2 separate regions of the Mus musculus genome follow, and region 2 is linked to region 1. A link is a contact called in public promoter capture Hi-C data. All regions are on one chromosome and are shown on one strand. Each heading gives the region's core, a stretch centred on a gene start, on an enhancer-like site or on the middle of the called end of the contact. The rest is flanking DNA. Distances are from core to core; before and after follow the strand shown.

Region 1 (2,700 bases), core at 83-2,582:
AAAACCTGTATCTGTTAATTACAAAGGAGACTTCTGGAGGGGGGCAGTTGGAGAGATGGCTCAGCTGTTAAGAGCACTAACTGCTCTACCAGCAGGCCCAGGTTTTATTCCCAGTACCCACCTGTCACTCACAAGTGTCTATAACTCCAGTTCCAGGGGATCTGACACCCTCACATAGACATACGTACAGACAAAACAGCAGTGCACGTACAAATTTTAAATAAATAAATCATAAAAAAGAAAGAGTAAAGACAAAGACGAAATCTAAGTAACTAAGGCTATTGGCTCAGTTCCCATCACAGAAGCCTTCAACCCTTTCCTTCTCTGTCGCCTTCTCTCCTATAGCTCTCCTAGAATTAGGTAAACTGTTCAAGCTTCAAGTTAGATCGGAGTAGGACAGAGAACGTGAAGGACCCAAGGCACTGGAACATGAGCTTTAAGGAGGGTGTGTTGGGAGAAGTGTGGCAACACCAAGCAACAGGGCTACATGAATCCCATGCATTAATTCAGCCAGCAGCCGCTGCATAAATAGATTGGCATAAGCATGGCTGGGGCAGTTTTATCCCACCATCCCCCTTACAACGTTCCCGGTAACCCTCAAGACGCTGTGCCTACAGCTGAGCAGGACAAACTAAGACATCCTCAGGAAAATGGACTTTTTCCACTTTTCTTTGTTTTTAAAGATTTATTTATTTTATGTAAGTCCGTACACTGTAGCTGTCTTCAGACACCCCAGAAGAGGGCATCAGATCTCATTACGGATGGTTGTGAGCCGCTATGTGGTTCCTAGGATTTGAACTCAGAACCTTTGGAAGAGCAGTCGGTGCTCTTAACCACTAAGCCATCTCCCCAAACCCCATCCTTCTTTTCACACCAATTATTCTTTTTTGTTTGTTTGTTTTGTTTTGTTTTTCGAGACAGGGTTTCTCTGTGTAGTACTGGCTGTCCTGGAACTCACTCTGTAGACAGGCTGGCCTTAAACTCAGAAATCCACCTGCCTCTGCCTCCCAAGTGCTGGGATTAAAGGCGTGCGCCACCACCGCCTGGCCCACACCGATTACTCTTGGTCAGTTAAATACTGAGTTCAAGTTATGGGGCATGAAGGTCGAGAGGACGCTACTTGCCCTACAGAATTGTAAAAATGCTCCTCCACTGAGTTTCAAAGGGCGCGTGCGTCGACAACAACGGAGGCGGTCGTCAAGCCAGGCTCCCCCCCACCCCTGTGCATCTTCTCAGGGGCCGACTTGGCCATCGGCACCCCGCCCACTTTCCTACCGGAAGCGGAAACGCCTCTCTTGCCCCGGACTTTTTCCGCCCCCTATTTCCGGAAGTGGAGTGGTTTCCTTCTCCTTCGCCATGGCGTTGGCTGTCCTGCGCGTCCTGGACCCCTTCCCGACGGAGACACCACCGTTGGCGGTGCTGTTGCCTCCCGGGGGCCCGTGGCCAGCGACGGGGCTGGGGCTGGTGCTGGCACTGCGGCCGGCGAGCGAGAGTCCCGCGAAGCCCGCGCTGCTCGTGGCGGCCGTGGAAGGGTCCGGCGCCCAGGGCGAGCAGCGCGGGCCGGGGCCTCCGCCGCTGCTGGTGAGCCGCGCGCTGCTGCGGGTCCTAGCGCTGGGGCCCGGGGCGCGAGTACGAGCGCGGCTTGTGCGGCGTCCCCCGGCCCTGGGCTGGGCGTTGCTTGCCACGGCTCCGGGACCCGGGCTAGGGCCTCGAGTCGGGCCGCTGTTGGTGCGCCGCGGGGAGACCCTCCCCGTGCCCGGATCGCGAGTGTTGGAGACGCGACCGGCCCTGCAGGGGTTGCTGGGCCCGGGGACACGGCTGGCCGTGACTGAGCTCCGCGGGCGGGCCAAACTGGGCCAGGAGAGTCGGGATCACAGCCATCCCCCGCCCCCGCCCGTAGTGTCGTCCTTTGCAGCTTCCCACTCGGTCCGGCGACTCCGAGGGGTTCTGGGAGGGACTGGAGATGCGCTGGGTGTGAGCCGGAGCTGTCTCCGGAGTCTCGGACTCTTCCAGGGCGAATGGGTCTGGGTGGCCCAGGTCGCAGAGTTACCCAACTCCTCGCAGCCGCGCTTGGCTCAAGTCCAGGTTCTAGAACCGCGCTGGGAGCTGTCTGAGAGACTGGGACCCAACTCCGGGCAGCAGCCGGGAGAGCCACTCGCTGACGGACTGGTGTTTCTGCCCGCCACTCTGGCTTTTAATCTCGGCTGTGACCCCCTGGAAGTGGGAGAGCTCAGAATTCAGGTCAGGAATGCTTCCTTTAACTTTTGCTCTCTTCCCTGTCTTTACTGAGTTGGAAGGCTAAATCTGTAGAATTCAGGTCCCCTGTGCCTTACAATTAGACCTTTCACTTAAGGTCTCTTAGTCTTGTATACTCATTTTCTCTTATCAAACTGTCTTTCACGTGTTCAGGTGAAACATGAGGTTCCCTGCCAAGTACCAGCTCTGCGTACCCCTAGTCTGTAACTGCGTTGCTACGTTAGAATGCTATCCTGGTACCTCTTGCTTTTTCCTTGACTGACTTCTTGTTCTAACTTTATCTGATAAAGCAACTGTCATTTCCGACCTAAACGTGACACTCGCATAAATCCTTTCATGATTTTATAACCACAACCTTAACATCATTTCTTCCTCTTGTAGCCTTTTGAGCCTTGTTAGGGTATATATCTTATTTATATGATTACACACACACTGTCTAGGCCT
Region 2 (2,700 bases), core at 150-2,649, 980 kb before region 1:
GGACTTCCAAAAGGACCTGTAGGAAAGAGGGGGTGGGAGGTCACATGTGCTGTTCATAAGGGAGCACACCCTCTTTGGGCTCACTTCCGCGAGACAGGACTCTCTCCCCCAACCCTGGACAAATGGCTTGTGAAGGATCTGTGTGCCATCGAGAGTGGCTGCCAGGATGGTGGCTATGACGGCTGGCCCAGTTGTGGGTGCCTTTGTGCGCTGTGACTGGGTGTCTGTGTCTGGAGTCACTGAGCGCTTGTTCTGTGGGGTAAGGGGTGTGGGGGTGGGGGCACGGCCTGTAGCAGGGAGGTACGTGAGGCTGGGCACGAACTGCCTCACCCACCAGGTCTACTCTTGCCAGGTACAACCAGCTGCTTCGGACCAATGCCTACCGCCTCCTCCCTTCCCTGGGCACGGCCAGGCCGGGGGGCAAATGACTTGGCGGGCACCTCCCTCACTTGGACCCACTGGGGTTAGAGCCAGCTCACCTGGGGCGCAGGCAGGGTTCCTTGCTGGTGGGTGCTCTGCCAACCGCCCCCCTTTCCGGGACTCCCAGTGGGTAGACTGGGGAGGGGGGCACTGGCCGAAAGACAGGCCCCCTTCTGTCCCACTCTGTAGATGGGTCGAACTGGGCACAGTATGCCTGATGGATAGAGAGGACAGTTCTCTGTTGAGGGCCCAGGAAATGATTTCCATGTAAATGAGATGCAAACTCCTTAATGAGTTTGCAATTAGGAGTCCAAGCCTGCCAGGCCTGGGCAATGCCTTTGGGTTTTATGAATGGGCCGGGGCCCGGAGGGGGGAGGCGGCGCGCCGGTCCGCCCCCACAGCTCCCTGTCTCCGGGCCCGCGACATGCCGCGCCGCACGTTGCTGCCTCCCGGCCCGCCGCAACTTGGCCGATCGCCAGCGGGTCAGCTGCTCCGGACCGCGCGGGAGGCTGTCGGCCAGAGTCCCCGCCACGCTGCCTGCCCGCGTCGCGTTGTGGCCGAGGACACACCCCCTGGGGCCTGGTTAGGGCTCTGTCCTCCGGCGCCCCTTTCCCCGTTATGGGAATGGCTTCTCGCTGCCGAAATAGCGAAGCTAGCCTTTGGGCTGGGAGCGCACTGGCTCCTAACTTGTAGGGCTGTACGTGCGTGACCTTGGGCAGGGTGCAAACAGAGGTGACAGAGAGGAACCAGTTCTCACCCTAGAGTTCCTGCATCTCTCTAGCTCCCTTCTTTGGTTTTCTCCTGGCTTGCTCTCAAAGGTGATTCCCACCAAACCCAGGGCACCTGCTTTGTTGTATACAAAGCTGCCCCCTGTCTGTTCCGGGCCTGGGTTTGCCTTGGGGTTGAAAAGAAAGGCCTTCTAAGTGAGTGCGTGTGCAGGGGAGAGTTATGGTCCCCCAAGACTCACCAGATTGACAGTGTAGAGTCTTCTTTCCCCAAAGCTTCCTCCCCTCCCCCACTGCTTTCAGAGTAGATTAACTAATTACTTCCAATTAAAGCCGGTAGATCTCTGTACCTCCTGGGCTTCAACACTGCCCCTAGGAGTCTCCCTAGGCTGCCTGGGTCTGAAAGGGACCTGGCCACTTAGGGGGATCAGTGAATCAGTTAAGTAATGCAGGGGGCCACAAAGGAAGCCCACTGGGTCATGTGCTTGACGGGGAGGGCTGCAGACAAGCCTGGCCCTCTGGCTGCAGCATGGAAGTGTGGCCCTGCTTCAGGCCCTAATGGGCCCGGGAAGGTCAGGAGCTGCCGTCTTTGGAGGTAAGTCAGCCGGGTGAAGGTCCTGTGCAGATGCCCAGGGCTAGAGAAGCAACCACCAGAGGATAATCCAGAAGCCACCAGTCCTTGGGGACACTCGTAGCCTCCCTCACCCAGGATGTCCCTCCTCTGCCTTCCAAGTGCTCCACCCTTCACTGGTCTCAGCACTAGCCCAGCCCAGTCCATCCCAGGCCCCACCCTGACCCCACGTGTGGGACGTGAGGGGAAGGATACCTGGCATCAGAGGTAGGGCGATGGGTTGTGACCTAAGTCTCACCTCTGGACAAGCTGGCCTGTCTTGGTCAGGCAAGCTCATGCCAAGATGTGACTCAGGGCCAGGGCCTAATTCTATCTTGAGTTCTGCTGTAGCAGGGATCTGGGCTTGGATCTCTGTGTGTATGTTTCTGGCTTGAGGTGCCCTCTCTCTCTCAGCTCTTAGGTTCTAGGGTTCTGGCTATAGCTGCACCTTCTAGCACGTTGCCCTGGTAGGAGGTGGCAGGAAAGGCTTTCTGGCAGGAATAAGAGTTTCAGGGGCAGAGGGCAACTGAGCTATTCAGGGCAGGAAGTGCCACTTCTGGGGTGTTAAAAGTCTGTTTGCCAGCTTGCTTAACCCCTAGGTCCATATAAAGCGGGTCACAACTTCCTCACATCTAGGGTTGCTTCTTTATGTATGCTCAGGTCAGTGACAGGGCAGCTTAACGTTTTTACTTGTTTCTCTGTCCCTTGTCCCCCTTCTCAGACCTTCCCAAAGATCTGTAGGACTCTGTTCTTTCCTGCATTTCTTTCTGGCCAGCAGAGGGCGCTGCCCAAGGACTGAGGCCACCAGGGAGGTGGGTAGAGAATCCTTCCTTGTGTAGGGCTAGTAAGTCCGGTCTCCCTGGCCTGTCCTCCCCACCCCCCCAGCTGCCCCCCAGGAAGTTTGCCTTTCTTTTTGATGATTTAGACTTAACCTGTCAGAGGGTT

What was found. Promoter capture Hi-C pulls out the DNA fragments that hold promoters and counts their contacts.
Region 2: a contact with region 1 is called in a promoter capture Hi-C map of pre-B cells, with 9 times the contacts expected there. The contact joins the promoter of F630040K05Rik here to the promoter of Pex6 in region 1. A contact is called at or near these places in 2 of 39 promoter capture datasets (hippocampal neurons and pre-B cells), 2 of 15 datasets of contacts at CTCF or cohesin (embryonic stem cells and large pre-B cells), 2 of 484 Hi-C or Micro-C datasets (the G1E-ER4 cell line and cerebellum) and 3 of 115 datasets of contacts at active chromatin or transcription factors (embryonic stem cells, large pre-B cells and pancreatic cancer cells).

What each region holds. Positions count from the first base shown.
Region 1 is chr17:46,710,144-46,712,843 of GRCm38.p6, forward strand. Pex6 (peroxisomal biogenesis factor 6) reads left to right here and starts at 1,333. Exons shown (of 17, transcript NM_145488.2): 1 at 1,333-2,241. The coding sequence starts at 1,357.
Region 2 is chr17:45,733,107-45,735,806 of GRCm38.p6, forward strand. It overlaps F630040K05Rik (RIKEN cDNA F630040K05 gene), which reads left to right and starts at 1,400. Exons shown (of 5, transcript NR_152153.1): 1 at 1,400-1,740. 1600014C23Rik (RIKEN cDNA 1600014C23 gene) reads right to left here and starts at 738. Exons shown (of 2, transcript NM_028164.1): 1 at 480-738; 2 at 1-16. The coding sequence starts at 687.